Linked DNA regions of Sus scrofa: region 1 is linked to region 2. The links are chromatin contacts, called in public Hi-C maps. All regions are on one chromosome and are shown on one strand. Each heading gives the region's core, a stretch centred on a gene start, on an enhancer-like site or on the middle of the called end of the contact. The rest is flanking DNA. Distances are from core to core; before and after follow the strand shown.

Evidence for each region. A called contact is a pair of places that touch in the nucleus more often than the background predicts.
Region 1: a Hi-C map of epiblast stem cells shows a contact between it and region 2, with 1.8 times the contacts expected there. The contact joins two enhancer-like sites. A contact is called at or near these places in 2 of 47 Hi-C or Micro-C datasets (embryonic fibroblasts and epiblast stem cells).

What each region holds. Positions count from the first base shown.
Region 1 is chr6:69,625,075-69,629,754 of Sscrofa11.1, forward strand. It overlaps LOC110261090 (a long non-coding RNA gene), which reads right to left. Exons shown (of 5, transcript XR_002344883.1): 2 at 2,911-3,401; 3 at 1,364-1,653. Among named protein-coding and RNA genes, the nearest start is that of H6PD, 39 kb to the right of the region's middle. Within about 2 kb of position 1,752, at least 37 of the 83 cell types and tissues checked have an H3K27ac peak or open chromatin away from gene starts, as enhancers often do. A contact at or near this core is called in epiblast stem cells, where this site is marked.
Region 2 is chr6:69,482,535-69,487,329 of Sscrofa11.1, forward strand. SLC2A7 (solute carrier family 2, facilitated glucose transporter member 7) reads right to left here. Exons shown (of 12, transcript XM_021095281.1): 11 at 2,985-3,112; 12 at 1,202-2,170. The coding sequence ends at 1,949. Among named protein-coding and RNA genes, the nearest start is that of SLC2A7, 19 kb to the right of the region's middle. Within about 2 kb of position 3,322, at least 5 of the 83 cell types and tissues checked have an H3K27ac peak or open chromatin away from gene starts, as enhancers often do. A contact at or near this core is called in epiblast stem cells, where this site is marked.

The sequences.
Region 1 (4,680 bases), core at 502-3,001, 140 kb after region 2:
TTAAGTGGCAGGATCCATGCGAGGTGCTTCCTGACTCTCCATGATGAGAAGGGCTCAGAGGCGGGTCTAGATTTAGCGTCATTGATTTGTGATGTGTGCCAAGGGCCCCGGGAGGGGAGTAATAGTGTAAGTCCTTGGGGCTGCAGAGCCTGTTCACCAGGGGATTCTTGAGGCTGGCAAGAAAGCTGGACTGGCAGGCAGAGCAGGACAGTCTTGGCCAGTCCTCAGGTTTGGGAAGCTCAGGAAACAGACCCCAACACATAAGGCAGCAGATCCCAGTGGGCCCAGGGTACCAGCTGACGCTGCCCCATCAGACTTCTGCTCCTGGATAACTTTCAAGGGGAATGTCCACGAATACAGGAGCCCCCCCACCTCCTGCTCAGCCCACCCACCTCGGCCATTGCTACACAGAGGCTCAGGGCAGTGGCCATTTGTCCCAATGGTCTCTCAGACCTGGGGGCAGAGGCAGAACTGGTCCACAAAACTTACAGGGCACCATCTTGCCTTCGGGACACGATTCCTGGCTACAGAATTCCACCAGGCACTTATCCAGGACGCCCGGCCACTCCCAGCTGCAGACCAGCGCCCATGCATCAGGAGGCCGCAGGCCCTGGCTCTTTCTGCCCAGTCATGCTGTCCCCTTGCTCCCTGTCCCCATCAGGCGCAGAAACAGTAAAGGCACAGGAGGAGGTCCCGAATCGAATTCAAGCTACCAGCCTCACCGCCCCCCGGAAGCAGGGCAGGTTGCTTTGCCTCTTGCTGCTCCTTGCCAGGTGGATGAACCACCAGACGTGCCCTGCCTCCCAGTCCTTCATCCCGACAGGCCGCTCCCCGGCTGGGCAGGGTGTGGGGGAGGGGGAGGAGAGGCAGTGGGACTGCAAACCTCTCCTGTCCCTCGCCTTAAAACTCGAATTGGCCGACCCGACTTCTTACACAACACTACTTTAGCGACCAAAGCACTTTTCCCCTCTGAGGCAGTTCACAAGCACCTCGGGGAGCTAGTTTCGATGCCCCCACTTTCAGGAAATCAAGGTATTTGCTCGGATACCGCGAGGGTGAGCAGCAGCAGGGCAGCCACGGTCCCCATTGCCACTCCCAGACCAGTGAGCCCTCCTGTACCCACGATGGAGAGCGAGGAGGAAAGAAATAGCCAGCCATGCAAAACTCAAAAAAAAAGGAATCCTTTCTTTCCAAAGATTATGAAATCAAAGAACATTTTGTTGCTTCTTGGACACTCTTCTTTCTTATGACTCGGAGGCCACACCATTCAACAGGGTTCCCATTACTGGTATTATTAAAGCACTTGGTCTAGCTCCTGCCTCCCTTCCCAGCTTTCACACAGACCGAGAACTCGAGCGTTTACCTGGGCTCACCCTTGGACGGGGCGAGCAGGTCGCGCGGGCTTCCAGCCGCCTCCTCCCCGGGGCTTGGTTCCAAGGCTCCCGCAAAATCTCGAAATCTCCCCGGATCCGCGCAGTCACCGAGGCAAGCAGCCTGGCTCTGAACAAGCCCAGGCAAGCCCAGGCAGAGCCCGCTCTGGGTCCTCCCTCCTGCGCGCACAGCCGGGCCCCGGGGCTGGAGACGCGTGTCTCCTGTCCCCGATCCGTGGAGTCCCCTCGCTCCAGAGAGACCGGGGGCCAGCATTCCCTCCACCTGAAAAGAAAAAGGGCCCAGGTGGGGCCAGAAGGGCCGGTGGGGGGCGGCGCCAGTCCGCGGCGTATGGGGCGGGGGCGCTGCAGGCGCCTGTGTCACGTCGAGGGGGTGGGGTGTGCGCGCTGCCCGAGGCCGGGAGCGCGGCGGCCCAGCGCGCTGCTGGGGCACAGGGCGCATCCGGCCACGGGGCAGGTCCCTTCCTGCCCTGAGTCAGGGTCCCCGGGGCGCCTCCACCGCTGTTGCCCGCCTGGGTTGGTGCTTCCCTGGCGACGGCGCGGACAGCGCAGCGCCCCTCGCCTCCGCCAGCGGCGGGGTCCCCGGGGCGCGCTCCCGGAACCGACGACTGGACTCCGTGGCCATCGCGACCCTTCCAAAGAAGGGCTCCTCGGCCCACCGCGGCGGGACCGAAGCCCGGGCCGGCCGGGGGGGGGGGTGCTGTAAAAAAGCAAACTGAAACCGCGGGGCCGCTGGCTGCGATGCCCAGCCCGCGGGCCTCTCCCCGGGAAGAGGGAAGGAGAAACCCGAGTCCCGGACGCAGGCGAGGGAGGTGTCCTGGGTCTGGACCTGTTGTGTCCGCGACACTGCCAGCCCGGAGAGCTCGGAAGTCCTACGCGGCCCCGATTCATAGAGACAGGAAAGGGCTCAGAGTGCCAGAAACAGGCACCCCGCCGCGGCCACCGCCCGCCGGCCCGGCACCCCGCCCCCACCCCCCGCGCCCCAAGTTCCGGCGCTGCAGGCGCAGGAGTGACTCGGCTCGCGCGTCCCGGGACGCAGAAGCCGGCGGCGGGCATCGCCGAGGCGCGGCGCTCTAGAGCCGGGGTGCGCGGGGCGGAGACCGCGCGGGGCCCGGCTCAGCCGAGGGCCCAGCCGCAGCCCCCGCACCCGCCCTGAGGCTTCGCGCAGGCACCAACCCCGACCCGAGGAGGCGCGGGACAGCCCGCAAGGTGCGCGCCTCCTTTTTCTCACGGTTTCCGCGCTGCCCCGCGATTGGCGCAGGACGTCCGCCGGGCACGGGCAGCCACGGAGACCTCACTCTGCTGTGCGGAAAGGGGCTCCCCAGCCACCACCCCGCCCCCAGCCTCCGCAGATCCCAGCCAATCCGACCAGGTTCAGATCGGGGACCCTTGGGAGACAAACTGCCCTGCGGCCAGCGCGCCCAGGTCTAAAGGAAAGAGGAGTGTCCCCCCACCCCGCCGCTTCCCGCTGTCTCAGGACAGAAGGCGCTTCCGCAGAAGCAAAGCCTCCTCGCAGACTCACCCTAGCAGGACTGTGGCACCTGTCTTCTCCACGCGGACAAAACCCAAGGGTGAAGGTCGTCTTGGCTCCAGGAGTCTCGCTCGCCTTGCGCTCCTTCTTGAGGCAGGGCGGGGACGGGGGGGGGGGGGAGCTGCTGCCCAGATGTGTAATCACATTTGGATACAATGGAGGCCAGGTGTGAGCGGTCCCCATTTGACCGAGGCCCATCCTGAGGCTCAGAGGGCTGAGTCTGCGAGGAGCCTCTGCTCCCAGACTTTTCCAGGGATTCTAGAACAGTCCCAGAGAGGAAAGAGCCAGCCACCAGGTGAGAATGCCCAGGGGGGCTGCATCGCTTCAGGTCCCGCCTACGTTTCCCCCACACCAGCAGTGCAGGGGAGAGGACAATTCCTGGCCACTCTTGCCTCCCCCCATGCCTGTCACCATGGGGTGGAAGACAAGAAGGCTTTTGCAGATCTTCAGAGACTCCAGAGGATTCAAGGAGGCCAATGGCCCTGGTGGCAGCACAAGGGGATGGGAGGGAAAAAGTCACTGCCTAATCTTGTCTATCAATAGCAACAACAACAATAATAATAACTTGAGTGCTCAGTGTAGGAGGCATCATTCTGAACCCTCCCCAGGTCATCTCATTCAACCCCCAGAACGGCCCCCGTGAAATAGATACTAGTATTGCCCCATTTTCAGGTGAGGAAACTGAGGACCAGAAAGCTGCCTAGGCTGGCAGCTACAGCTCTGATTTCAACCCAGATATGGGAGCATCCACAGGCCATGGGTGCAGCCCTAAAAAGACCAGAAAAAAAAAAAAAAGATCTAACCCCAGTGAGGGTAATACAGGCGGTCAGGCACCCCAGAGCTGCAGCCATTCTGCCAGGGCCCTGGCAGGGGTCAGCTAAGAGGCCAAGGCGGCCTGTCTCTTACGCCCTTGAAGATGGACACAGAGGGTGGAGACTCTAGGGACACAGAGCCCTAGACTGGCCCCAGGGCCCTAGATGGGCCCCTGCAGAAGTATGAGGGGTCGAGGGTAGAACTTTCTTCCTTGTAACCCTGCATCAGAAAACAGCTTGGTGGGACGATGGTGGACAGGCCAGTAGGTGGAGCATATGGGGGTGCTCCAGGGCCCCCCCCCGGCTCTTGCAAAACACTTGTGTCTGCAAAGCACACTCTTCGAAGCCCTCTCTCTTAATAAGGAAGCTCAACTCGACTGGTCGGGTTGGTGAAGAAATCACCCCTGGATTAAAAATAGCAAATACATGTAAGAAGTCAAAACGCTGTACAAAGGGGAGAATGGCTTTTCAGTGTTTACTCATTGCGATGCTGACTGGGCATTTTAACTAAATATAGCTTTAATGTTTTCCAGCCCCTAAAGTTGCTCTTTGGTTTCTGTATCAAATCCACATTTTCCCTAATTGAGGGACATTGACTTAAATCTTAGAAGATATTTATGGAGCAATTGACAGATACTTCATACATACATACATCCATTGTTTAGCCATCCTTTGTCAAGCTCTTATTACACATGTGAGGCACCATTCTGTCTTGTACAGACTTAGTCTCCTGGATCCCCCAGCAGCTCTCTGAAATCCCTACTGTTGGGCCCATTTAGCGGATGATAAACTGAACCCCAGAGATGCTTTAGTTCCATGTCTGTGTCTAAGGTCACACAGCCTCCAAGCAACAGACCAGGGGCTTAGCCCTCTGCAGAATCCCCAAATCAGTTAACCTCCAATCACAGGAGTACGGTTTGACAAAGGCCGCAGGCACAGGGGGAAGCCC
Region 2 (4,795 bases), core at 2,072-4,571:
CCAGATCCAGACTATACATCCACTCCATCAACCACAAATGCACCAGACCATCTTCTAGTTTATTCCAGAGGCAGCTGATGTGTTTGGATGACCCTGGGCTCACCAGCCAACACCATGGTGAGTGTCTGTTTACTGTTTTGATCTTGCACTACTAAGTGGCCCCAGCACCGTGAGACCTGGGCTTCCCTTCAGGACAGGCTTATCTGGGTCCTGGGAAAGGCTGGTGGAGAAGACCTCCGGCTGGGTGTGTGATCTTGGAAGGGAAAGTTAGCCTGCTGGGGAAGAATCACGGCGGGCCCCTGGAACCCCGAATGAAACACTCAGGCTGGATGTAGGACCCGCTGGGACCACACCTTGAACTTCCTGAAGATTCAGTCGCTGCCACAGGGCACTGCAGAGATCCTCCCACATAAAGAGAACGAAGCCTGGTGGGGCCTGCTGGAGGACTCAGCTATCAGATATGTTATAACAACAGTCAGAAAAATAACCCCTGACTTTTGTAAAATGCTTCGTAACTTACCAAGCATTTCCACCTGGTTTATGTAAGGCGACAACCATCAGCCTTAACTCAGAGATGCAGAAACTAAAGCTAAACAAGATTAACTTATTTGCCTAAGACCAGAAGAGGCAAAAAATTGGGGGTCAAAATAAAGGTGATTCTGGATTTCCGTTGTGGCACAGTGGAAACGAACCCGGCCAGTATCCATGAGGATGTGGGTTCGATCCCAACCTGCTCAGTGGGTTAAGGATATGGCATTGCCGGTCAGCTGTGGTGTAGGTAGCAGATGCGGCTCAGATCCTGCGTTGCTGTGGCTGTGGTGTAGGCCAGGAGCTATAGCTCTGATTAGACCCCTAGCCTGGGAACGTCCATATGCTGTGAGTGTGGCCCTCAAAAGCAAAAATAAAAATTAAAAAAACAGTGGTTCTAAATGATTTTGGCAATTTTTTTCCCTTTTATTTATTTTTTTTTATTTTTTATTTTTTTTTGTCTTTTGTCTTTTTTTTTGTTGTTGTTGTTGTTGCTATTTCTTGGGCCGCTCCCGCGGCATATGGAGGTTCCCAGGCTAGGGGTCCAATCGGAGCTGTAGCTGCCAGCCTACGCCAGAGCCACAGCAACGCGGGATCCGAGCCGCGTCTGCAACCTACATCACAGCTCACGGCAACGCCGGATCGTTAACCCACTGAGCAAGGGCAGGGACCGAACCCGCAACCTCATGGTTCCTAGTCGGATTCGTTAACCACTGCGCCACGACGGGAACTCCGGCAATTTTTTTTTTGACATGCCTCTGCTCGAGACTTGCATTCTGACTCCACCCACCCTCAGCGTGGGCTGGAATGAGTGACTAGTTTCTAAAGAACAGAATGTGGCAGAACGAATGCTATCTACGTGACGTTCAAAGCTATGGGTGTGAGTCTGTCCGCAATTTCATTTCTCTCTCTTCCTCTGCTCCCGCCTCCCAGGAATCCAGCTACTAAGGTATGATGAAGCCCAGGTCGTGTGTCAATTTTAGCATCAACCATCGGAACGCGAGTAAAGGACCCCTGCAAGGTGCAGTGGGTTAAAGGATCTGGCCTTCCTGCACCTGCAGCATAGGTTGAAGTTATGGCTTGGACCCAATCCCTGGCCCAGGAACTTCCATGTGCTGCGGGTTCAGTCTTTAAAAAAAAAAAAAAGGCATCCATCCATCACTCAAGTTTTGATGCTGATGTAGAAGCAGAGAATCTATTCTTGCTGATCAATTCTCACAAACCTGCCCATCCCCTACGTCATTCCTCCCAGGGTTAGCGTTGGTGGCTAACCACCCACTTCTCAACCAAATCAGGGACCAAACATCCCACTGGCTTCCCACTGCTGCCGCCTCGGGCAGGAAACCTCACGGCTATTACCCTCCCTCAGGACCTGGGGCAGAGAGTTCCCCTCCTCAGAGAAGGAAGCCTTGAAGGGCCACTAAAAGGACGTCTCTTTGGCAGGGAGAGATGGAAGGTGACGGCCAGCATCTGTGACTTCTTCTCCTTTCTCTGGAATCTCTACTTTGTTTCTCTTGGCAAAAATTCGGTTTATCTCCACAAATGTTCGGCCCTTGGTCTCAGGAATGACCTCATAGATGTAAACAGCCGTGAGGAGGCAGATACCCGCAAAGATGATGAAGCTGTAGGCGCCAATGACCTCCTAAGCCAAGAGACCAGAGAACAGGAGGGGGTGGAGGAAGAGAGACACGACAGGAACAGCTCTGGGTGAGGCTTTTGTGAGTCCCACAGGGGTTTCTTGGTGACCAGTTCTACTTTGCTCCCAGAGGACTGGAGTAGCTAGAAAATCGGTTTCTGCTCTCATATCACAAAGGATGCTGCCTTCTAACAACAGGGCCACCATCTCCTCTAAACTTGAACCCCCCCACTCGCTCCCTCTCCCTGGCTCTAGCTAGATTTTTTTTTTTTTTTGTCTTTTTAGGGCCGCACCCACGGCATATGGAGGTTCCCAGGCTAGGGGTCTAATCGGAGCTGTAGCTGCCGGCCTACACCACAGCTACAGCAACGCCGGATCCGAGCCGCGTCTGCGACCTACACCACAGCTCACGGCAATGCCAGATCCTTAACCCACTGAGTAAGGCCAGGGATCAAACCTGCAACCTCAGGGTTCCTAGTCGGATTCGTTAACCATTGAGCCACGATGGAAACTCCTCTAGCTAGCTTTGACCTTGGCCAACCAGAGCCCCTATATAATCAGCCTTTCAGGGCCTGGCTTCGGGGAGCTCTCTTCAGAAGGCGGGAAACCGGTGTAGTTATAGTTTGGCCCAAGTGGTTCCACGTGTGTCTTATGGACCTTGAACTTGCCCAAGAGCAGTGCCCGGCCTTGTCCCCTCGGCAGATGTTCCTAGCAGAAGGGGCCCCCCTATTTCCTGAATCTCCTTTGGCTTGGGGCTGGGGCAGGGAGTGGGGGAAGGGGCGGCCCCTCCCCCCCCCACTCCCCAAGGGCGTCCCCTCACCTGGATGGATGGGAACACGAAGCCCACGATGAAGTTGGTGAGCCAGTGCACAGCCCCGTCCACCAAGAAGGCGGCCGGCCGCGAGGACTGCAGGAAGATCTCTGTCCTCACCACGGAGGGGACAGGACCTCGGGGCAGAGAGCACAGGAGAGTGGACTAGAGAGGGGCACGGAGGGCTCCGGTCCCAAACCCACGCCCCCCTCGGAGCACAATCTGTTGCAAATGCCAAGGAAGGAAGCGCACATCTCTCAGCCAGCTGCTTTCATCCCCCGGGCTGCTCCGCGGTGCACCCACAGCTTAGCTCCAAGCTGAGCCTCTGAGGGTCTCAAGGTCACACCAAGGCCACTCTCCCCCACATCCTGAAATTCTCAGACGCGGAAGGGGAGCCGAGCTGAACAAGCGCGGGTGCCTGGGAAGTGCTGCCCCCTGTGGTAGATCTGGGAATGGCAGGCACCCTGCCTTAGTGCGGTTTCCAAACTTTCTTCATTGCGGAGACTTGCCAAAAATGTTTAAAGCCATTTCCCTCCTTAATCACCAGCCCTCGTGAAGTTTTAATAAGAGAGATATATCTGTTTGTATACAGTATGTCTAGCTAAGTCTTTGTACATAAAAAGCATAAGATTCTGTCTCTTCCCAATCAGTTCCCAGCCCTCAGTAGGAGGGTGGAAATGGCCACCTTGAAAATGCAGTTTCAGTGGGTGGGAAGGGAAAGGGATTCAGAGCCTTGGAATGAGCTGCCCTTGGGCTGTCAAGTGGAAAACTCCTGCAAGCTGGTGAGGAGGGGGCCCTTTCCTCAGGGCTTTGTGCCCAGAGGGGGCAGCGGTGAGGAAGCTACCCATGCTGTCCCCCTCCTCCTGTCCCCCAGGACTGGCAGCCAAGCGGCTCACGTGTCAGTCAGTCCACGATCTGCCCCCAGCAGAGGGGATGAGCCATGTTTTTCCCGGAGGATCCTGAGGCCAGGAGAAGCACAGCGGCTCCCTTCAGTGGGGGCGCAATGGCCCCAAACACACAACCCTGTGCCCAACAGGCTCTCCTGCCTCCACACTGGAGGCATGCTGGGAAACTCCCACTTCAACATCCTTCGACATGACTCTTGGGTGGGTTCACAGCTATATCCCCTGCCTGGCACAGCACAGGCGAAGCAGGTGTTCCCTCAGTGTGTGTTAGTGGAGCAATACCTTTATTTAGGTTTATGGACACCTTCTTCAAAACCAAGATTCTGGAGCTCCCATCGTGGCGCAGCGGCAACAAATCCAACTAGGAACCATGAGGTTGTGGGTTCGATCCCTGGCCTAGCTCAGTGGGTTAAGGATCCGGCATTGCGTGAGCTGTGGTGTAGGTCACAGATGCGCTCGGATCCTGTGTTACTGTGCCTGTAGTGTAGCCTGGCAGCTGTAGCTCTGATTGGACCCCTAGCCTGGGAACTTCCATATGCCGCAGGTGCAGCCCTAAAAAGCAAAATAAAATAAAATAAAATAATTCTGCTGAGAAGATTCTAATCCTAGGAGTCAGAGCTGCCTTTCCCCAAGCAGTGAGAACTGGGTTCAATTCTCAGGAGGACACACAGGGGAGGGGGAGCCTGGGGTCTGGAGGCTGCCTGAGAGCAAGGAGAAGTTCCCTGCCAGCATGTGGACAAAGGGATAAAGCAACAAGGGACTATAGCTGGAGGTGGGGGTGGGGAACCAAAGCCACTTGAGGTGCCCCCCTGGGGTGTGGCTGGCAAGAGTTCCCTCTCTGCAGAGACTCACCTCCTTGCTGGTCAGTGGACCTGAAGCTGGGCACCTCTAGGAGCCTCAGGAAATGGGGGAGGG